2 separate regions of the Arachis hypogaea genome follow, and region 2 is linked to region 1. The links are chromatin contacts, called in public Hi-C maps. All regions are on one chromosome and are shown on one strand. The core of a region is the stretch at or near the end of the contact, and the rest is flanking DNA. Distances in the headings are between cores, read along the strand shown. Region 1 holds the start of LOC112707561. Region 2 has its middle 17 kb from the start of LOC112707593.

Evidence for each region. Hi-C and Micro-C count contacts between places; a contact is called where the count stands out from the background.
Region 2: a contact with region 1 is called in a Hi-C map of leaf, with 2.8 times the contacts expected there. The contact joins the enhancer-like site here to the promoter of LOC112707561 in region 1. A contact is called at or near these places in 2 of 8 Hi-C or Micro-C datasets (leaf and an unstated tissue).

What each region holds. Positions count from the first base shown.
Region 1 is chr1:106,468,896-106,474,498 of arahy.Tifrunner.gnm2.J5K5, reverse strand. It overlaps LOC112707561, which reads left to right and starts at 2,073. Exons shown (of 10, transcript XM_025759358.3): 1 at 2,073-2,556; 2 at 2,776-2,868; 3 at 3,137-3,241; 4 at 3,377-3,529; 5 at 3,603-3,701; 6 at 3,828-3,956; 7 at 4,073-4,252; 8 at 4,344-4,460; 9 at 4,572-4,703; 10 at 5,272-5,446. The coding sequence starts at 2,242. The coding sequence ends at 5,298.
Region 2 is chr1:106,510,890-106,516,492 of arahy.Tifrunner.gnm2.J5K5, reverse strand. No RefSeq gene overlaps it. Among protein-coding and RNA genes, the nearest start is that of LOC112707593, 17 kb to the left of the region's middle. Within about 2 kb of position 2,477, at least 3 of the 3 cell types and tissues checked have open chromatin away from gene starts, as enhancers often do.

The DNA of each region.
Region 1 (5,603 bases), core at 824-3,323:
CTTTCTGTAATTTCTTGAGTGAAAAGGCATAATGAGAGAGCTCAAGTAAAAGCCAATGAGTGGAAAGAGGCTGAGTAATACACTTGAGAGAAAAGCCTAGAGTTATTTCAGATTTCTTTAGGTAAAGTCCGTGTCTTGTATCTTGTACCTGTGAGGTATCCCTTTCTTAGTTGGGTGAGTACTAAGAGTAAATAGTTAGGTATTAGCATAACCAAGTTAAGTTAGGTTAGAACTTGAGAGTGAAAGGATTGTGTCAATCCTGTGGAATTGGTGTATGTAATACTTTAACTATAGTGAAAATTCCACCACTGTTGTGGTGGAGACTGGATGTAGGTTGCATTGCACAAGGCAACTGAACCAGGATACATGATGGTGTCAGCTTCTCTCTTCCCTACTGTGTTCTGTTTTCTAATATTCATGAGACAAAAATAAATTGTCTCATAAATTTTTCACTGATGAGTTCAAGTAGAATCAGAATTGAAAGTTTGATTTAAAGGGTTATTTCAATAATATAAAAGAAGGTCATAGATTCAACCCCCCCTTCTCTAAGCCTTCTACAACTTTCAGTATGAAATCAAAAATTTCTTACACACAAAATACCATAACATACTTTCAAATACAGAAATGGTGTCACTCCCAACCACTTTAAAGTAACCCCATTTAGGGGCAAACACAATTACAAAATCAAAAATGCGAAAGGCAGATTGAATGGCCAAAATGCAAACGGTGGTCCTCTCGAAAAATGCAAAACCAAATCTTGTAAAGCTTCGAGATGAAGGAATCTTGAACTAGGAATGGATGTACGAAAGAAGTTCAAAGAAAGTGAAAGAAAGAGAGAAAGCAAACATTTTAGAAACGGAAAAAAAAGGAAGAGAGAAAAAGTGAAGAATTTATAATACACAAGGAACACAAAGGACATTTACGCACCCTTCTTTAAAAGTCATGCACGGATCTCCAGGAAACTGTCGCGTAACATACACCACGTCATTAAGGGAAGCAACATTTCAAAAATTTTGAAACACGTCGAGTACCCGACTTCTGGAAGGCGGTGTACTCGACGAAGGAAACTGGAGACACAAATGCTCAAGCCTGACTTTATGAAAGCTCGGACTCTAGTAGAAGCGTTGTTCATACCCTGGCACCAAAAACATAAAGCCAGGCCCAATAAGAAAAAAGGCCCACCCAAAAAGGGTAACCACTTCTACTTGCCCGACCTATCAAGAGGTCGAGTACAATAAGGGAGGTCTAGTCCCACTTATTTGAATAAGTAACTACCTCCTTAAATCTCTTCTACTATCTCTACCTCATGTAGAAGATAGATCTCAACACATCTCTAAGATAGAGGGAACGGTTATCCACTAACAAAGGTGGGATTACTTCAAAAAGGTAGTTATCTATTTTACTATAAATACACTGACACTTTTCAGGTATATTCAAGTCCCAATCTACTAAAAACTTACTTAAATCCCTTGCTAACTTAAATATCAGAGTCTCTTGCAGGTATTATCCTCCACCTCCTCACAAGGAACTCAGACGGCGACATCTCGACACTAGCATAAGTCAGACGCTGTCTCAGAAAAAGTCTGAAACTCACATTTAGGCCTAAATCATCGTTTTAGGTAACTCCGGAAACATATACTTTTGTTCATTTACTCTAAAAACAAAAAAAAATTGAGGCCGAACACTAAACTACACGTGAAGTATGATTTTTCTTTTGGTACTGGAACAGGCCAAAGCCCAAAACAGAAAATAATATCTACATGTGTCCAAAATAAAGGACATAGTGTTGTTAAGCCCAACATGAGGCCCAGTCTAATATGGACTTAGCGGATTCAAATCTATAAAGCTCATTGCTCAAAAACAAAATTCTAGAAAGCTCGACGTGTTTGGAGGCAATGGTGGATATTTACGGTCTCATCCTTTGCGTCAACCCTTTGAAGATGAAGAAATTGCAGCAGTCATGGAGGCAGCACAGGGGGTTGAAGTGGAAGCTCGAAATATGTTTGTTATTGTCGTTTCTCCTTTTCCTTTTTTTCCTTGTGTCCAGCTGTTCCTCTGTGTTGTGAGTTGGGCAGGTGCCTAGCCCATGACAACGATAAAAAAAAAAAATCAGTGGCGCCTAACTGCCATTCAAACCTTACGAGTAACTACCATTCTTCTTCTTCTTCTGACTAAAACTAACTGAGTCGGAAACAGAAGAACCACAATGCACTCTCCCTTTCTCACTGCAACGCATCCGCCATGCTCAAAGGCAAGCTCAAGCTTCCACGTCCACTTCCAATTCCCGACCAGCTTGGCAGCTTGATTGCTGGAGGATCAGAATCCGAAGAGTTCGAGTTTGGCGAAGAGCTGGAACCGATTCATCCAGCCGCATTACGGTTGCACAGAGAGAGTGATGATGCTGAGGAAGCTATAGATAACGATGATGAAGGTGGTGGTGGTGGTAATGGCATGGACCATAAAACCCGGCAGAGGCTGAGTAAGGACACCATTAATCGGGTTTCGGTTTTGAAGTCCACTTCAGAGGAAGAGAAAAGATCTGATTTAGAACATGAGGTCACACGTGATTTTCAACTTTTTTTTTTGTGGGTTTAATTTATGAAATTATTAGGTCACGAACGGAGAAATATTTGAAAATTAAATGTGAAATTATTTTCGATGCATGATTTAAGTTGTTAAAACCTAATCATTTTCAATTTTCGAATCCTTTTGCTATTAATAAGTGTTAAATGTTCATCAATCGTTGTTCAATTATTTGAATTCTTTGTTATGTAGCTTTCTCAAAGGGAGATTAATTTGGAGAAGTTGCAAAGAATTGCTAGCACTGGTATTCCTGATGGAGGAGGTTTGCGTGCAACAGCGTGGAAGGTAATTCAGCGTATTTGCTTGATGCAAGTATAGTAGGCCAGTAGCTTTGATTTTCACGCAAACCTAAATCTTAGAATTTATCTTGTCAATTTTTAGCTGATACGAATTTTTAACACTGTTACGCTAAATTTGTATGTTAAATGAGAATATCAAATGCTTTAATTTTAATATTTAGATAAGTAACACCAGTCTAGGGTGAAAATTTTATCTGTATATGCTTTGGCATACAAGCAGAGCTAATTGTCCTGCTATGATTCAACATATCCAGCTTCTCTTGGGTTACTTACCTTCATCTCAGGACCTGTGGGAGAAGGAATTGAAAGAGAATATACAAAAGTATTCTAATCTGAAAGAGGAACTTCTCCTGAATCCAGTAAGATGCTTCAAATTTGTAATTCTTAACATAAGCAGTTTATATTCATATTAACTTTTAGTTTTACTGGGAAATGTGATATGTATTTTAGCTCTTGTCTTTTCATTGATTGTTTTATTGTTGAATCTAAGACAGTCAGAACATATCTGGAGGGAAGGCAAAGAATTAAGTTCTGAGAACCAGCACAAGGAAGGTGACAGTGATGGCCTGTTACGGCGACATGAAATTTCTCAGGAAGATCACCCTTTGAGCCTGGGCAAGGCTAGTCTTTGGAGTCGGTATTTTAAGGTAATTTTCTCCATTTCAAAATTTTTGGATAGAGAAGTCAATATTCTAATTACTGTAAGTTCATATATTCTAGTACACAGAGACAATAGAACAGATTAATAGAGATCTGCAGAGGACACATCCAGATATACCATTCTTTTCGGGGGAGTCATCATTTAGTCTTAAAAATAGGGTAATTTAATCTCAAAATAGAATGCTAGAAGTTCTCTTTATAATTCGGTTTCACTGTGAAGTAATACTTTTTAGTGTTAGGGTGTTCGTAACTGATTGAAGTTTTTCATTTTTTCTTTGACCATAGGAAGCAATGAAGAATATCCTTCTCCTGTTTGCAAAACTAAATCCTGTAATTTGTTATGTGCAAGGCATGAACGAAGTCTTGGCACCAATATACTATGTATTTACTATTGACACTCACAAGCAAAATGCTGTAAGCACTTTCTTTGTTTTTTTTTTTTTTTTTTTGGTCAGCACTTTCTTTGGTTAGGTATACATAATTGTACGCTTATTTTTTTATACATATATATCTTGTTTTGTTTCAATTAGGTGAGTGCAGAAGCAGATAGTTTTTTTTGTTTTGTTCGAGTCTTAGGGGACTCAGTGGATCATTTCTGTCAGCAATTGGATAATAGTTCAAGTGGCATCCTTTCTACTCTTTCTCGTTTGTCAGATTTACTGAAAGTAAATGATGAGCAATTGTGGCATCATCTTGAGTTTACAACAAAGGTTACCACATCCAACTTTTTTGTATTTTTAATTCAAGTTGTTCAATTTAATTCTATTTGGACTTGATGCTTTGAAGCCTGGTGATGAACAGGTTAAACCACAATTCTATGCATTCCGATGGATTACACTGCTACTCACACAAGAGTTCAAATTTGAGTCTATCCTGAGAATATGGGATACACTTCTGAGTAATCCTTTTGGTGTTCAGGTTCCTCAATTGAACTCCGAATGAAGTTGTCGTTTAGAAGAAAATTAATACTTAATTTCATGTATGTGTTTAGAACTTCTCATACTTGTTATTATCTATTGTGTTATATAGGATATGCTTCTTCGTGTCTGTTGTGCAATGCAACTTTGCGTGAAAAGCAAACTCTTGGGTGGGGATTTTGTGGCTAATTTGAAGCTTTTACAACACTATCCTGAGGATATCAACTTAGAATACCTTCTCCAGGTAGCCCAGGACATTAGTCCTGACACTTCTTCTTATTGCTTATCCCTTTGATAGATTTATACATATCCAACTCCTTTTTGTATAATTGCATTATCATGTTTTGTAAACTCAATGTTAGTTGAATACCTAATAGAGGAAGAAAATTTCTGTCATAAATATCAATATAAGAATTCTTAAGCAAAAAGCATCATGAACTTGAGTGGTGAGATTTATTTTTCTATAAGTGACAAAAGTGCAAAGTAATAGTTTGTATATAAGCGTATCTAAATATTGATTTCAAGTAAATTTTACAAGATATATGTTATTAAAATTAATTAAGTACAACAAAATTAGACATTTGTGAAAGTGATAGTAATTTTCTTTCATGAAACATTTCAAATTCAGCCGATTTCTTATAGGATTTTGCTACTATATAGTTTTTCTTACCCCAGAAACTAATGAAATCACTGATTTTTGGTACTCTATAACTTTAATGAATAATTAAAGTATGCTTAGTTTGCATTTATATAATTTATTTTTATTTTCAGTGTTTTATATTATTATTGTTATTGCAATACAAATTTTATAGATAACATTTGCTCCGAAAATTATCTAAAACGAATGATTCGGGCCTGAACGTGAGATTAAGACTCTTTCTGCTGTTGTGTTTGATGCCTTCCTTGGAGTAATGAAGTCGTCTAACGTCTTTAAGTGAGAATGGGGAGATGGTACTTGAAAGAAACTCTAATGCCTATGTCTGTAAAGGTTTAATGTAAGCTTTGAGTTATGAGTTGAGAAATACCTCAGCCTGAGGGGTATTTATAGTTGGAATGGTGGCTTAGTGTTCACTCTTGTAATCTCAACTTTTTTTTGTGGGTAGTTATCTTCTCTTTTTGTCTTGGGGTTGTTAAGATCTCGTAT
Region 2 (5,603 bases), core at 1,228-3,727, 42 kb before region 1:
CGAACCGTGAACCGGACGCTAAAACGGTTCGAACAATAAGAAAAACCGTGAAATCTGAAAACCGGGATTGAACCGGTGAACCGGCCGGTAACCGGTCGATCGAACCGAACCGTGACCCGGCCGGTTTTTGAGATTTGCAGCAAAACGCTACCGTTTGGAGCTCTGGAACCCTAAATGGCTAAATGTGATTAACGCTGAGGCTTTTCTGTTCTCTCTTCTGAGTTCTGAAAGTGAAATCTGAATCCCTAATGCCTTCGCCCTTCGCATTTCACAGTTCAGCTTCACCATTCTCATCATTCATCAAGGTTCAGAGAGAAGTAGAGAACGCCATCACCCATCACGATCTCACCGGCGCACACGGCCACATGGGTTCGCCGTCGCGCAGTCAGCTCTGTTGCGGAGTGAGCTCCATCGCGCAGTGATCTCTGTCGTGCAATCACTTCCTTCGACCAGTCACCACTCGTGTCGGCGTTGCTGTCTGTCTCCCACTCTCCCTACTGGCCTGTTGCATGTTCGGTTGAAGCATTGAAGCCTGAAGGTGCCTTTGAGACTGAGAGAAAGCCTTCGAGTTCCAGGTAATTTTTATTTTAGTTATGAACTTATGATTGTTCATTGAGTAGCTGTGATGAACTCTGAAATACTGTGATACTGTGATGAACTCTGAGTCTCTGATGCTGTGATGAACTCTGAGTCTCTGATGCTCTTTGATTCTGTGACATGATGAACTCTGAATTCTGAAACTGTGAACTCTGATTTTGTGAACTCATTTTGTGAAGCCTTGAAGGTGCCTTCGAGCTTCCAAGAGTTCTAGGTAATTTTTTTTAGTTATGAACTTATGATTGTTTGATTGAATCATTGAATAATTGTTGCAAGATGAACTGCTAAACTGTGACTGTGAACTCTTTGATTGAGTAGCTCTTTGATTTTGCTTTGTTTACTATCAACCTCAAGTTATGGTTTTGGATTGAAAATTAGGATAACTCTGTTTTCATGCTAGCATTCATAAACACTTTTGGCATATTGGTAAGTGAAGTTGAACACTTTGTTGAAGGAATATATGACTTGATGCCCGTGAAATTGCGAAGGGTGATGTTTCAGGGTCTCTGGTGGAGTTTGACAGGGCAATTGAGTTGGACCCTCGTCAAAAGGCGTGTATGTTTATAAGCATTTTGAAAAAAAAAAGCGTTATATCAGCACTTTGGATTGGAATGATTGTAAATTGAGTTCAAGTTACATGAAATTTGGTTGTTCTCATTGTGTTTGTTACCATATCTTTGGCAAAGGGACCTCTCCCTTTACTACCTTGATAGGTACTCACTCTACACTCTTCTGTTATTTATTTGAGTTTAATTACTATTCACATGGAATTGCATATTTATAATGTATTGCTTATGAATCTGTAAAAAGGGGGGACTGAATTGGATTCCCATTTTGTCGTAGATTTGAAGAAGGAGCTGAGCAGTTGCGGCTAGATGTTGCACAAAATCCGAATAATACCAAAGAGTCCATATGGTGCTTTCTCTGTGAAGCTCAACTGTATGGAGTGGATGAAGCACGGAAGCGATATCTTGAGGTGAGTCATTAATTATGTTACTGGAATTTAACAAGAAAAGCGAATATGTGAATCTTCACAAATCTGCAGCAAGTTATGGAGGATTTTGATTATTGATGACAAACTTGGATCATTTTGATGTTGCTATGTTATGTTTGATTGGTTGTTTTATTTTTTTACTTTTGAATTTGTATTCGAATGAGATTATAACATTTTGGTTTATGTAGTACTTTTAATTTGAATGATATTTTAAAGTTTACATTAGACTATAATTATATTTTCATGTGTTTATTTATATTTTATTTATTATTTTATTATAAAACAGTTTTTTCGGTTCAACTACGGTCGAACCGATTGAACATATAAACCAGTAAACCAGTAGCTAGAGCGGTTCGATAACCGGTTCGGTTTTCAGAACCTTGATATTATGTTCTGTACCTAAATTTAAGAAAGCATTTTGTAAGGTAATATGAAGTTTTTCATCGTATTGACTATTTCACTCAAAGGTACGCCTTCTCCACTTGAGATTCAAAATCTACATAGACCATCTCAAAACCCATAATCCATAATCAGTTTCGACCTCTACATAGAAATCAAATAGAAAATAATAGGTTGTCCTTATTGCTTAAATAAAATATTTATAACAACTAGAAAATAAAAATAGAAAACAATATGTCTAATAATTTCAAGACTAAATAACAAAATTTAGAAGGATAGCAACCAAATTAAAATTGGAACTCAAAAATTACAGTAAACACTAATAAGGTTCTTTTTATTCATTTTTCCTTTTTTTGCGTCCTTCGTTCTCCTTATTTTTTTGGGAGAGTGGGCAGCGGGGTTGTCAAAATATACTAATATAGGGCTCATCGGGTATTCATTTCGGCTTGTTGTTATAAGGAATGGGCCTTTGTTCTACACAAGGACGCAGTGTGGAGGCCCAAGTATAAACCTTGTGAGTTTTGAGTTGTGGCCTTACCCATTCCACATCTTCCATATAGTGCCATCTATATACCAAAAAAAAAAACGTGCCATCTGAGCCAGAAAAATATATAGTGTATAATAGCAAAAAATCAAATACCTAGTATCACATAAAAATTAGTGAATATTGTTGCCATCGCCTATCAGCTTCTAATGAGTGAGTTAGAAGAATATTCTTTTTTGGATATATCATATATATCAGAAGTAATTTTATGTGCGGTATAGATTGCATGTCAGCTCCTTTTCTATATCTAGTTTGAGGCAGCTCCGTATTTTGTCCTTTAAATTAATACGTAGCTCCTCACCTAGCTTGCTTTTGGTGGGTGGAGCAATTAATAAATTATCAAAGTAAATAAATAAATAAAACTAGAGTGAAGTAGGATGAAATAATGCACTTATTATATAACCGTAGCTTCAAGAATATACACTCTCATATTGAAATATAAGATATGCTACACTTAAGTTTATTATCTTATTTTTTTAGACTATTACTGAATTAATGGATTACATATATATCATCTGGTTGTTACTTTTCTCCAAAAGAAAAAGAATTACATATTATAGATTCAAATTAAAATTAAATCACATTTTTTTCCTTCAAATTTTATATCTATGCATAAACTCTCTCTTTTAAAATAACTCAAAATTCATTACTTCTTGAAAACTAACTTGGGTCAGATTGATAGTTAATTTATTAATTTGTTTAATTAATTGTCAAAAGTTTAAATCTTGTCTACTGCATACAGCAATATATTAATCAACATTAAATTCTTAAATAAAATTCTAATCTTTAACAAATTAATTATGGATTTATCTGATTAAAGAGATAATTAAAAAACAAAAATTCATTACTTGAAAGTTGAAATATCTATAACGCATGGCTGGGAGCTCCTTTCTTTGGACAATAGATGGGGACTATATATCTATATGTGGACATTATGCTCCTATGTATAAATTAAAAAATATTTACACTACTTTTAATTTTATAATTAGATTATTTTTATATTAAAATATTAAAATTAATAAAATATTTTTTTAAATATATGTAATAAAAAATTTAATTAAAATTTTAATTATAAATACCTTCAATTTACAAAAAAATATTCAGTTAATAACTCTAATATTTTTTATCCTAAAAATAATCTAATTATAAAATTAAAAATAATATAAAAATTTAATTAAAAAATATAAAAACTTAATTAAAAATATATTAAAATTATAAAAACCAATAAAATAATTAAACCTAAATTAAATGGTATTTTTAAGAGAAAAAAAAGGTAAGTTCAATACTATTCATTACGTCAAGATTAAAAGTATATGATTTTGAAAAAATTTTAAGTATTCTAAAGATACCAATTTTTCAATAATTTTAATAACTGTCGATCTCATATATAATATATATTAATTATAATTAACAACTAAAATAATTAAAATACCGATATTCTGCAATATTATTAAAAAAAATTCTATGGTTTTAAGTCATTTTTAGTACTACTTATAGATAAAGGTACTTATGTATCACCTTTTTTTTCTGTAAATTTACATGTATTATTTAAAATTTTTATATTACTATATATATTATATATAAATAATTAATTAGGGACTAATAATTTTTTATTTACAGTTAACATAGTTGATCGAAATGATCCTTACATCGACGACGTATGAAACTCGAGTATTTGTTAGATTTTGGTTCATTTTCCTTACCAAATATATGGCAACCATCCTTGGACGTTGTTTGCAGTAGTTACTTGGTCTATTAATTAATCTATATTTAGAAGCTTGCTCTTATCTGTTCTTTCATTAGGGTACCCACTGCATGTAGTTGTGATGCTCAAACTTTAGAGACATATATATGGTTGAGGGACCAAAACCAATTCGGTGTTGATATATAGCATTTGTCTATAATAACGATTACGTGATTTCCTTCTCGTCGTTCGTTGATCTATCTTAATCGATTGTTATAACTCACATAAAGAACAAATTTCTTGAGGGTTGGTAGAGGAAAAAAGGAAAAACAAAAGACATTAAATTATGTTGTTGGCATAATTAAGCTCATAACAGCGAGCTAAACTCATGGACTAGCTAGCTAGTTAGTATAATTGTCATCTTTCTTTAATTGCACATGTGAGTAATAATTTAACTCATTCAATAAGCTTTGAAATATAGCAATTTGATAGACACATTGCTACCTTCCTTTGGGTGGATTATACTATAAAAATATTGATAAGAAATGAAAAAAAAAATTATACTATAAAAGAAAAGTATAGAAAAGAAATATATATATATAGTGATATAAGTATCAACTTTCTCTCTTGCGTGCCTTATTAGTTTGTTTTTCACTTATTTTTCACATATAAATTAAAATTCATAAACTAAGAGTAATTACTAATTGACAACACAATGTAGCCTTTAATTCTATTTTTCTTCTTTCTGTTATGTTTTCAATGGATTGATTATTAATATTGCAAACGTTTTTTTTAAATGAAATTTTAAAATATTTTCCTCCTTATATTCCTCTTTAAAATATGCCTAAAAGATTATATTTTTGTCTGTTAAGATATCGTTTTTGTCTGTGAGATTGGCAAAATAGCTCCTATATGTACACGTAGTTGCTGAAACCCCACGATGCTCAAGACATGGTGGTGATTGGTGAAGGCATGTTGGATCACACACGTACATATAAGGAAAAACTAGAATAATTATTAGGAGGGATAATATAAAAATATAACTCAAAAAAAAAAAAAAAAACTGGAGGAACTAATATAAAAATTAAAGATTTTTATAATTAAAGTTTTTAATTTGGGGGACCATTGCCCCTTCTTAGCATACACTAGCCTCCGCCCCAGCGTCCATAATAAGGGATGGATTTAGAAGTATAATAAAACAAGTTCAACAATTAAAATCTTGTATAGTTAAATATAATATCAAATATTTGGTTAATATATATAAGAGATAATATTTAATTTAGTCTTTAAATTTGTATCAAGTTTTAATTTAATCTTTAAAATTTCAATTATTTTTATTTAGTTCCTAAATTTTGTGAATGTGATTCACATGTTAGTATCCGAGA